Regions from separate parts of the Mus musculus genome. Here regions 1 and 2 are each linked to region 3. A link is a contact called in public Hi-C data. All regions are on one chromosome and are shown on one strand. Each heading gives the region's core, a stretch centred on a gene start, on an enhancer-like site or on the middle of the called end of the contact. The rest is flanking DNA. Distances are from core to core; before and after follow the strand shown.

Region 1 (2,712 bases), core at 102-2,601, 230 kb before region 3:
GATCATGGAGAACACAGATACCTTAGAAGGTCCTGGTGGCTTAAAAGTGGTTTAAAAGAAAAGAGGAAAAGAAGGTATGAAGGAGTGGATAATTAGGGTTCAGGATACATTCTTTTTAAATTGAAAATAGTTATTTTCATACAATATACTCTGATTATGGTTTCCCTTCCCCCAACTCCCCCCACTCCATTCTCCCTTCCCACGCAAATGCACATTCTTTCTGGCTTTTCTGTTATGTAGAGTAGATTGAGGTTTTCCAGTAGATGAGATGTAACAAAAGAGAGGTGAGTGTGGAATTCCAAACGTTTATATCTGAGCATGTGGAAGGTCACTTTGAGTAAGTGAAGTCAAATAATTCATTTCACACAATCAAAAATTACAGCCATATACAGGAGTCCTGGAAGAGGAAGGCTCTTCCAGACACCTGCCCGTCTCATTTATCCAACATTGTCAGAACTATAAGTACAAGGAGTTCACCAAGGGAAGAGGCTTTCTGTGAAAGGGCCAGAAGACTTGACATTTATAGAGGTTGTTTATGATATTTTAAATGACAGGAGGAAAGGAAGAAGGGATAGATGAGGAGTGTTTCTTAGAAGAAAAACCAGGCTAACATTTTGACTTCCATCTCACTTCTAGGTAAAATAAATGTATAATTACAGTAAATTAGCAGAGTCTTATTGCACAGACACAAACTCAGGCAGATCCAAGTTGTGAAGGACTCTTGACGTTGGGTCCCTTAAGGGGGAATCACAATGTTAGGAGCCTGCCTTTATCTGACCTTGGTATCTAATATAAGACCTCACTTCTCTTTTCAAGTCGAGTGAGGCAGACAGTGCTTGGCTGTTTTGTTACTTTCAGATTGCTTTGGGTAGAAAATGATTTGGGATGAAGAAATGGGGTTGATAGCATTCTAACAAGTGTTCAGAGAGAAAGTTACAAAAAATATTCCAAGTCACACTGGGGCTGAACATTTAGCAAAGGTGCTGACAAACTTGTAGATGACTAGTAACTACTGATAGTCATCAACATTGGCACTCTATCTTTGGGGTAAGCAATGGAATCTTTTTGTCAGTTTGTTAGAGGGCGCCATACAGCCAAACTCTCATTAACGGGGACCATGTGATCATTCTTTCCACAGTCATCTTTTACCTCATAAGATTCAAAATGATTAATTTCCATTTTAGATAAGCATTTCAAATATACATTAGTCACTAGTCACTTACAGTCCATTAAAGCTTTACAAATAACATCTGTATTAGTCAGAAGGGCTAATGGTGATATGGTAACCAGCCACAAAGATCTACATCAGTCAAATCTCCATTCTATTTCTCTTTCTCTTGGGAAGAAAGAAGTCTCCATCTTTGAGTCACTTGGTGTGTCCACTGTCCTGGGCAATCTGTAGATGAGAGCCTGGTACAAGGAGTATGGCTTCCCTCCTCAGCCTCCAAGTGGCTCATGCCATGTTTTTTTTTTTTTTAATCATAGCTAAGAACTTATCCTATTACCTCTATAAGATGTAAAACTAATGGGAAGTTGAGACATGAATCACGAGTATGTGCCTTTCTCAGTTTGTTGTTGTTGTTAATTTGAAATTTTTAATTTTTTTCTGTGTGTATGTGTGTGTGTTGGAATGTGGGTACCAATGAAGGCCAGAAGAGCCAGAATATATCTTCTTTTTCTCTTACTGGTGTTATCAAACACCATGACCAAAGCAATTATTGGAGGGTTTATTTGGTTGTATAGTTCCAGATGGATAAGAATTAAAAAGGAGAAGGAAGCACAGTGGTATGGCAGGAACTGAATGCTGAGAGCTCATGCCTTGAAATGCAAGCAGAGTAGAGAGAAAGAAGAGGTGGGAGGTGGAAAGGGGGGATGGGAGAAGGGGAGAGAAGAGAAGGGGGAAAGAGAGGGGGAAGGAAGGGGAAAGGAAGAGATGGGAAGAGAAGAGAAAGGAGGAGAGTGGAGGAGAAGAAAGGAGAGGAGAGAGGAGGCAAGGAGAGGGGAGGGGAAGAGAGGAGAGGAGCAGAGAGGGGAGAAGAGGACAAGGGGAGTTGGGCAGTGGGAGGGGAGGAGAGGAGAAGAGAGAATAATCTGGAAATGACATGAGTTTTAAGTCTTCAGAGTCCACTTCCAGTGACATATATCCTAAAACAATGTCACACATCCTAAACCTCTCTAAACAGCACGACCAACAGGGAGCTAAATGTTCAAATATGGTAGCCAATGGGGGACATTCTCATTCAAACCATTATGACTAGTAATGAGAGTTACAGCACATTGTGGACAATCTGACATAGGTGCTAGGACTTAAACATGAACTATCTGGAAGAACAGCAAGCCCTCCTAAATGCAGAGTCACCTCTTTAAATCTTACTATTTTTAAAGAAAGAAAATTGAAATGAGACACACTAGAAATTAAGGCCTTAGTGATGTAAAATATGACTTTTCATTAAACAGCACGTGGAAGTCCCTTGATCACTACTTTAAAGCCCCCTCTCAATTATCAATGACTGTCAGATCTACTCAGTCTAGTCAGTAGTGCCTTTGCTTAGAAAGAGCTTGGAATAAATCTTGCATCTCTCAAATGACAGATTAGGATAAATCCCAACAGATTTAGTGTTGTGAGCTTCCAGCATGTAGGCACTTTGGCCTTCCTTTAGTCAAAAATCAGAAGGAAATGAGCCTAGCCCTGATGGACAGAAAGTATGTATG
Region 2 (2,914 bases), core at 69-2,568, 140 kb before region 3:
TTGTTTTAAAAAAATCATATTCAAAATCTATGCCTTAAACATCTCAAGTGTGGTTCTTATATCTCCAAGCATGTGCTTTTCCAAAGCTAGGCAGTTCTTAGGATAATACGCGTGCTTTTCTAGGGCAAAGGCTGCTGCGTCTGTTTTTAAGCTTCCTCCTGTGGTGACGGCTGAATTATATACACTGAGATTCATCCAGACTTCTTAACTGACCTACTACCTTAGACACTAAACTGAATAGATTAAATAAACACATTCTTATTCACAGTTATATTCTTTCTTTGCAAGTTGCAGTTTGGAAAAAGACAGAAGCCATTTTCTAATACACCATTCCTATACTATTAAAATTTGGTCAGAGAAATGCAAAAATTTAAGATAATTAAGTTTAAGGTAAGTATGTTAGAAAGTGTTTTTAATTCCTTGTTCTAATTATCTGGTTCATTTTAGGCTTCATACATTCCATGGTCTAAAAGTACACTAGACATTACATTCTTGGTTACAGTTATCAAAAACAACTCTTCCAAGTAAGTTGTACTCTTTCTATCTTTTAAAAACAAAATCTCTGGGGCTACTAAGAGACTTGGTGAATACACATGCCTGCAGTCAAATCTGGTGGCCTGACCCCACACATGACAGGAGAACTTAATTCCCCAAGATATACCCACTCACACATGATAAATAAATAAATAAATAAATAAATAAAATAAGCAATGAAAATTCAAGCAGAAATAGTTGTATAAGAAAATGAACAGCGTGTTTTCTTGTATCATCCATACTAAGCAACTTACCTTGACAGTCAGTCACTGTTATCATGGCTTCTTTAATGACCAGCACACCAGGAGGTAGGGTAGACCTGACAACTGGGATATGAATAGCACATTAAATTCTATGATGTCAGAGCAGAGTTTCCTGCTGACCATGTCTTCTGTTAATCATATAGTTGTATTATATAAAATCTAAAATTTAACCAGGTCTGGATGCATTGAAGAGATGTATCTTTCCAAATCCTACCCCACTGAAGAGCACATCATAGCAGGTGATGGGGCCAGGGTCTGTATTTAATCCTTATGGAGTGCACAGTCCGACTTGAAGTGAGCTAACAGTAACCAGAGCGCTGGGAGTGGCTTCCAAGCTGGTGTGCTGGGATTCTTCAGAAGCCCTTTAGATTATCATGAAAGTTCTGAGATTGAGAAGAAAAACTGTGTGGCCACAGTTTTGAATGCTGCTGCAGAGCACAGTTCTCAGGGACAATACCCCAATCAGCCTGACAGACAGACAGACAGACAGACAGACAGACAACAGATATGTTCAGGAAATCCCACTTATCTCTGACATTGATAGAGACAGTCTGATGTTTACAAAGCAGGTGAAAGAAAACCAGCTTTTGTTTTAAGCAGTTTCTTGAGTGGCTATTCTTTGTTGGAGACACTGATTTTATACAGAGATAGATGTGTGTGTGTGTCTGTCTTTTCCCCCCACCGATTGAGCAAGGCTTCCCCATGTGGAGAGATTTCTTATCCTTCCATGTGGCCTCACCATTCCTGCCCACCCAGGACTCCTGTGCTAGGATTCTGAAGTCCCTTGCAGTTCCCCATCCCAAACACCACCCTCTGCTTCTCTTCTTGCAGCAGAGTCACTCAGCAGTATGACAGCAATCACTTCTTATTTCCATCCAGTTGCATTACTGGGAATTACTGAATTTCCCCCATGAGGCCACTTGGGCCCATTTCCTGATGGCTCCAATCTGACAGCCAACCCCTGAAATCATTTCATGTTATTAAGAAATAAATTTATTATCACTGAATAAGTTATATATTTGATTCAAAGTTCAGGCTAAATGGAAAATTAGATTATTACTATCTTCCTGCAAAGATTTTATTATTAATTTGTTCATCTGAAATTTAATAATTTCAGGCAAGTCAAATAAATTATTTACGATTGTATTTTACCCCAAGATACAAATCCTGCATATCCCTAGGCTTTCAATTTCTCTTCATATATTGATACTTTGGAAGTTGAATTGCAGAAGGCAAAAGAAATATAGTAGAAAGTAAGGTCACTGATCATCAGAGATCAGGAACCAATTACTATTTTAAGACCGGGTGTTTGTTTAAATTATCACTGTAATAGAGAAACAATAGATGACTTCATATCTAAATCATGCCCCTGATTCCATCATGGGAGAAACCAGAAGCTGTTTAATTTCTGAGTCACATATCCACAAGGGGTCAACAGAGGAATTTGTGGGGACTGCTGTTATTTAACATATTTTACCTCACAGCAAGGCAGGCACCTTTTAAGTACACATTTCTGCCCATCTCCACAGCAACAAGTAACCTAATAGAGAGCCACTCTCCCCCGATTCCATTGTCTGTGGAGAGTTGTTTATCTTTCTTTAGCAAGCTCTGCAGAAAGAAGAGCAGTTTTCCAAAACTCAGATGAACAATTTGGGCTTACGAAGTAGCATTTTGGTTTTCTCACAGTAGCAATTTTAGGCGACACCAGTGCTTGGCCAGAAAGCTGAACACAAGTTATAAACAACCATTCATATAACCACTGGGTGGACATTGTGATGGAGCCAACTTTTCTGTGCAACATCTCCATTGTGAAACCAGTTTGGCATTTGGTTTGTAAAAGGAGAAGGCAGACTGAGTGTGTGGGTCAGGGGGCAGTGGGGGTGCTGATGTGGACTTCTGGCTGTGCTCAGTAGACTGGCATGAGGTAGTCAGCTGAATTAGCTATATTCAAATGCAGGTCAGTTGGGATAATAAAAGGAAGTTAGGAGAAGTTACTTGGTAGGTAACATCAAAGGAAGAGCAGAAGAGATCTGAATGAGGGAACTGAGCAGAGTATGCAAATCTTGGAATGTAATATCCATGTGTTCCATTGTCTACTAAGCCTGTGTCTCTGAAAA
Region 3 (3,018 bases), core at 106-2,605:
TCAACTAATCACCTCCTCCCCAAGTTCACATTCTGCCCTAAGATGTCACAAAATGACAAGACACAATTATAATACTTAAATTAAAAATTCACAAAAAGACAGATAGATTAACATCCCAGTCAATGGCTACAACCTAACTTGAAAAGAGAAGTGGAGAGGCCCATCCCTGCCATTCTCCTAATGGTTCACTACACTATCAGCTTTCAGAGACCAAATTCACTGTCGGCTAATGGTGAGTCAGTAAAGCTAGGTTTTTTCCACATCTAGAATCTAAGGTTCTGTATAGAACACAAGCTTATATGCTCTTACAAGCTGCCTTGAGAGAATGTTTTATGGCAGGGGATCAAATCTCACAGGGGTAGAGAACAATGGTTCTCAGAAGTTATCTAGAAGATTCCGTTGAAGATGCTACTAACCATGGCCCAAAGCCAACCACAGGTGACTTATAAGTCTAAACCACTGCAAATCAAAGCGCGAATTTGGCCACACTGACAGAGAAAAGCTTTCTAAACTCGTAAGTGACTTTTTTTTCCCCCTCAACAGTGCTAAGATCTACTATATCCTATTCATGTGTCGTTTTCCAGCATTTAGTATCTGGCACTTTTCCCAGTTACTAAAAATTCTCATGAAAAGAAGCAGCCACACAAATGCAAGCTGACAAGCCTAAGATCCTTTGTTGGTTTTCTTCCATAATTGATATTACATGTATATTTAGAATACACGGACACTGCAGCCCTGTGCCAGCCGCTCATTCTAACGTCTTTCACATTCTCTTGAATTGTGTGCAACTTCAGCAGTTTCTAATCATCTTACTTTTAAATACCTCTGCTTACAATATGAAAAGGCTTACAGCTTCATTTAAATTAAGACATTCCACATAGCTCTGCCTGCATTCTTTCAAAATACTCAGTCAATTAACATAAGCTACCTTCTAGAGAGGATTTGCTTTAAGTCAGGTGGAAAGAAATATTATTTCAGAACCAAAGAAGAACAAAGCCATGAAATAGATAGAAGATCAAATAATGGAATAAATTGTAAGCTTGTTTAAGTTCCTCATATTTTAAGAGAAAGTATATATATGCTTTTAAAGTGTTCTCCTATAGATTGCTTCTGGGCAGATACAGTCTGCCAGGACAGCTCTAAAGGGGACAAAATATCCAAAATATGGCAGCTTTTTTCAATCAAATGACAGCCCAAAAAGTCTCTGCAGATTCCAAAATACTGCAGGCTCAATCACCCTAGGGTGCAGTGAGCTGAAGCGCAGTTCATCATTCCCAGGGAATTAAATGTGCTGAGAAACAGTCCTGAGTCTGGCAATGTTAAAAATGGTTGAAACCAGAGCATGTCTAACAGCGGGGCCAGGCTGCCACCTGGAGGGCGGCAGGAAACACAGCTCCACGAACGCCAGTCTGTTCCCAACAGTCAAAGAGACCCTTCGGGCTGAGCTAAGCCCCCCATTCTGTTTTACTACTTGACAAAAAAGCTGAGCCTTTCTGTCCCATGGCTCATTGATTAGTGGACCACGTGGAGGCAGCGGCACTAGGTGAAGCCAAGTGTGCCACAGTCTTTCCTTCTTTCCAGACTCAAGGCTGGGGAGGCTCACCCTTGAGCACATCTTTTGTCTCATCCACCCACTTTATTGGTCATTGTTGTGGGTCTTATGTGTCATTTTAGAAACAGAAATATCAGGTCACTTTTCAAAATGTCTAGACTCTTCACGAAGCACTACATACAAGGAAAGAGAAAGCCACACCTTCAAGGTGTGTTGTTCACACAAAGTGAGCACTGGGTATTGTGTGGAGCTCCAATTCAGTCAGGATCACACAGAGAAAAAGACAGAAAGAACACCTGCTGTAGGGGGACAATTCTTTAGTGGCTGTTGAAATCCGATGGGTCAAATCCCTAATCCCCATAAAAGTATGATGTACACATGGGTGCTGTGTACAATATTTTTCCAATGTCCATTTTTTTCTTACATAGGAAAATACAGTAACTACCCCATCTTATCACATTGTGGAGGAGACTGAAATTATACTAATCAACAAGTAAAGATGGTATATAACTCTTAATACAAGCTTTTTGAAAATTAGACTTATCCAGATAGGAAAAAGAGGCAGGACACAGAATACCAACTGCCCAACTGCCAAGTCAGGCAAGAGAGAAAACACTGAGTCAGGAGATGCTCCAGGGCAAGCTGTCACCCTGGGCTGTCACCCTGGGCTATCACTGTGGGCTTCACTTCTTTCAGAAGTCTACACCCACCTATTTCCCTTCCTCTGCTTCTTGCTCTTTCTTTTCACAATGTTTGATCATTACTCAAAAGAAAGTATAGTACTTACTTCCAAAATAGTAAAGACATTTGTTTTGGTTTGGGTTTTTAGTTTCAACTAATTCACAACCTAAAAATAATTGTTTGGGGAAATAGGATTCTGGAAATAATTCTACTGTCCTATTGCATTTCCTCCGGGTAACCCAGCAGAGAGAACATTGGGCCTCTGAGAAGATGCAGGTGAGTACCAATTGGTCCCTACTGGATGTGCTGTTAGTCAGAGAGCTGTAGTGACACCTCCTGGCAAGACCAAAAGAGCACTGCCTTCCATAAAACTGTATTGTCACAACTTTATGATCAGAAACAATGAAGAAAATATATTTTCCCACATGTACTGTTCCTTGAAAGAAAAAAAGTCCATCTGTAGAGAGACACAGTCACAATACTCATATCCATGTTTGAATGGCTTCCATTTAAAAAAAAAACAGCTGAGTCCAAGGAAGAATATAGCTATGTTTTTATTTTATGATACCCAATAACTAAAGCTGGTTTTATCTACTCATCTGGGTATTGTGTACACAAAGTAACATTATCTAATGTGAAGCAGTAAAATTCTATAGAACTTATTTTAAAATTATACTTGTGTAGTATTTCTATCTGGGCTCTTTGTTGGTCTGATATTTCTCTTGAATGCCTGGACAGTTACCCCCAGCTACCTCCTGGAAGCATTTTCAATCTAGAATATTCTT

What was found. Hi-C and Micro-C count contacts between places; a contact is called where the count stands out from the background.
Region 1: a contact with region 3 is called in a Hi-C map of pancreatic cancer cells, with 4 times the contacts expected there. The contact joins two enhancer-like sites. A contact is called at or near these places in 8 of 39 promoter capture datasets (the 3T3-L1 cell line, 3T3-L1-derived adipocytes, embryonic stem cells and 4 more), 37 of 484 Hi-C or Micro-C datasets (the C2C12 cell line, the N1E-115 cell line, adipose-derived mesenchymal stem cells and 21 more) and 3 of 115 datasets of contacts at active chromatin or transcription factors (a beta-TC-6 cell line, bone marrow-derived dendritic cells and heart atrium).
Region 2: a Hi-C map of the N1E-115 cell line shows a contact between it and region 3, with 2.4 times the contacts expected there. The contact joins two enhancer-like sites. A contact is called at or near these places in 4 of 484 Hi-C or Micro-C datasets (the C2C12 cell line, the N1E-115 cell line, brown adipocytes and 1 more) and 1 of 9 other capture datasets (embryonic stem cells).

What each region holds. Positions count from the first base shown.
Region 1 is chr2:124,325,315-124,328,026 of GRCm38.p6, reverse strand. It overlaps a transcript of Sema6d not described here. Among named protein-coding and RNA genes, the nearest start is that of 4930583P06Rik, 100 kb to the right of the region's middle. Within about 2 kb of position 1,351, at least 4 of the 459 cell types and tissues checked have an H3K27ac peak or open chromatin away from gene starts, as enhancers often do. A contact at or near this core is called in pancreatic cancer cells, where this site is marked.
Region 2 is chr2:124,244,430-124,247,343 of GRCm38.p6, reverse strand. It overlaps a transcript of Sema6d not described here. Among named protein-coding and RNA genes, the nearest start is that of 4930583P06Rik, 24 kb to the right of the region's middle. Within about 2 kb of position 1,318, at least 10 of the 459 cell types and tissues checked have an H3K27ac peak or open chromatin away from gene starts, as enhancers often do. A contact at or near this core is called in the N1E-115 cell line, where this site is marked.
Region 3 is chr2:124,099,443-124,102,460 of GRCm38.p6, reverse strand. It overlaps a transcript of Sema6d not described here. Among named protein-coding and RNA genes, the nearest start is that of 4930517E11Rik, 29 kb to the left of the region's middle. Within about 2 kb of position 1,355, at least 22 of the 459 cell types and tissues checked have an H3K27ac peak or open chromatin away from gene starts, as enhancers often do. A contact at or near this core is called in the N1E-115 cell line and pancreatic cancer cells, where this site is marked.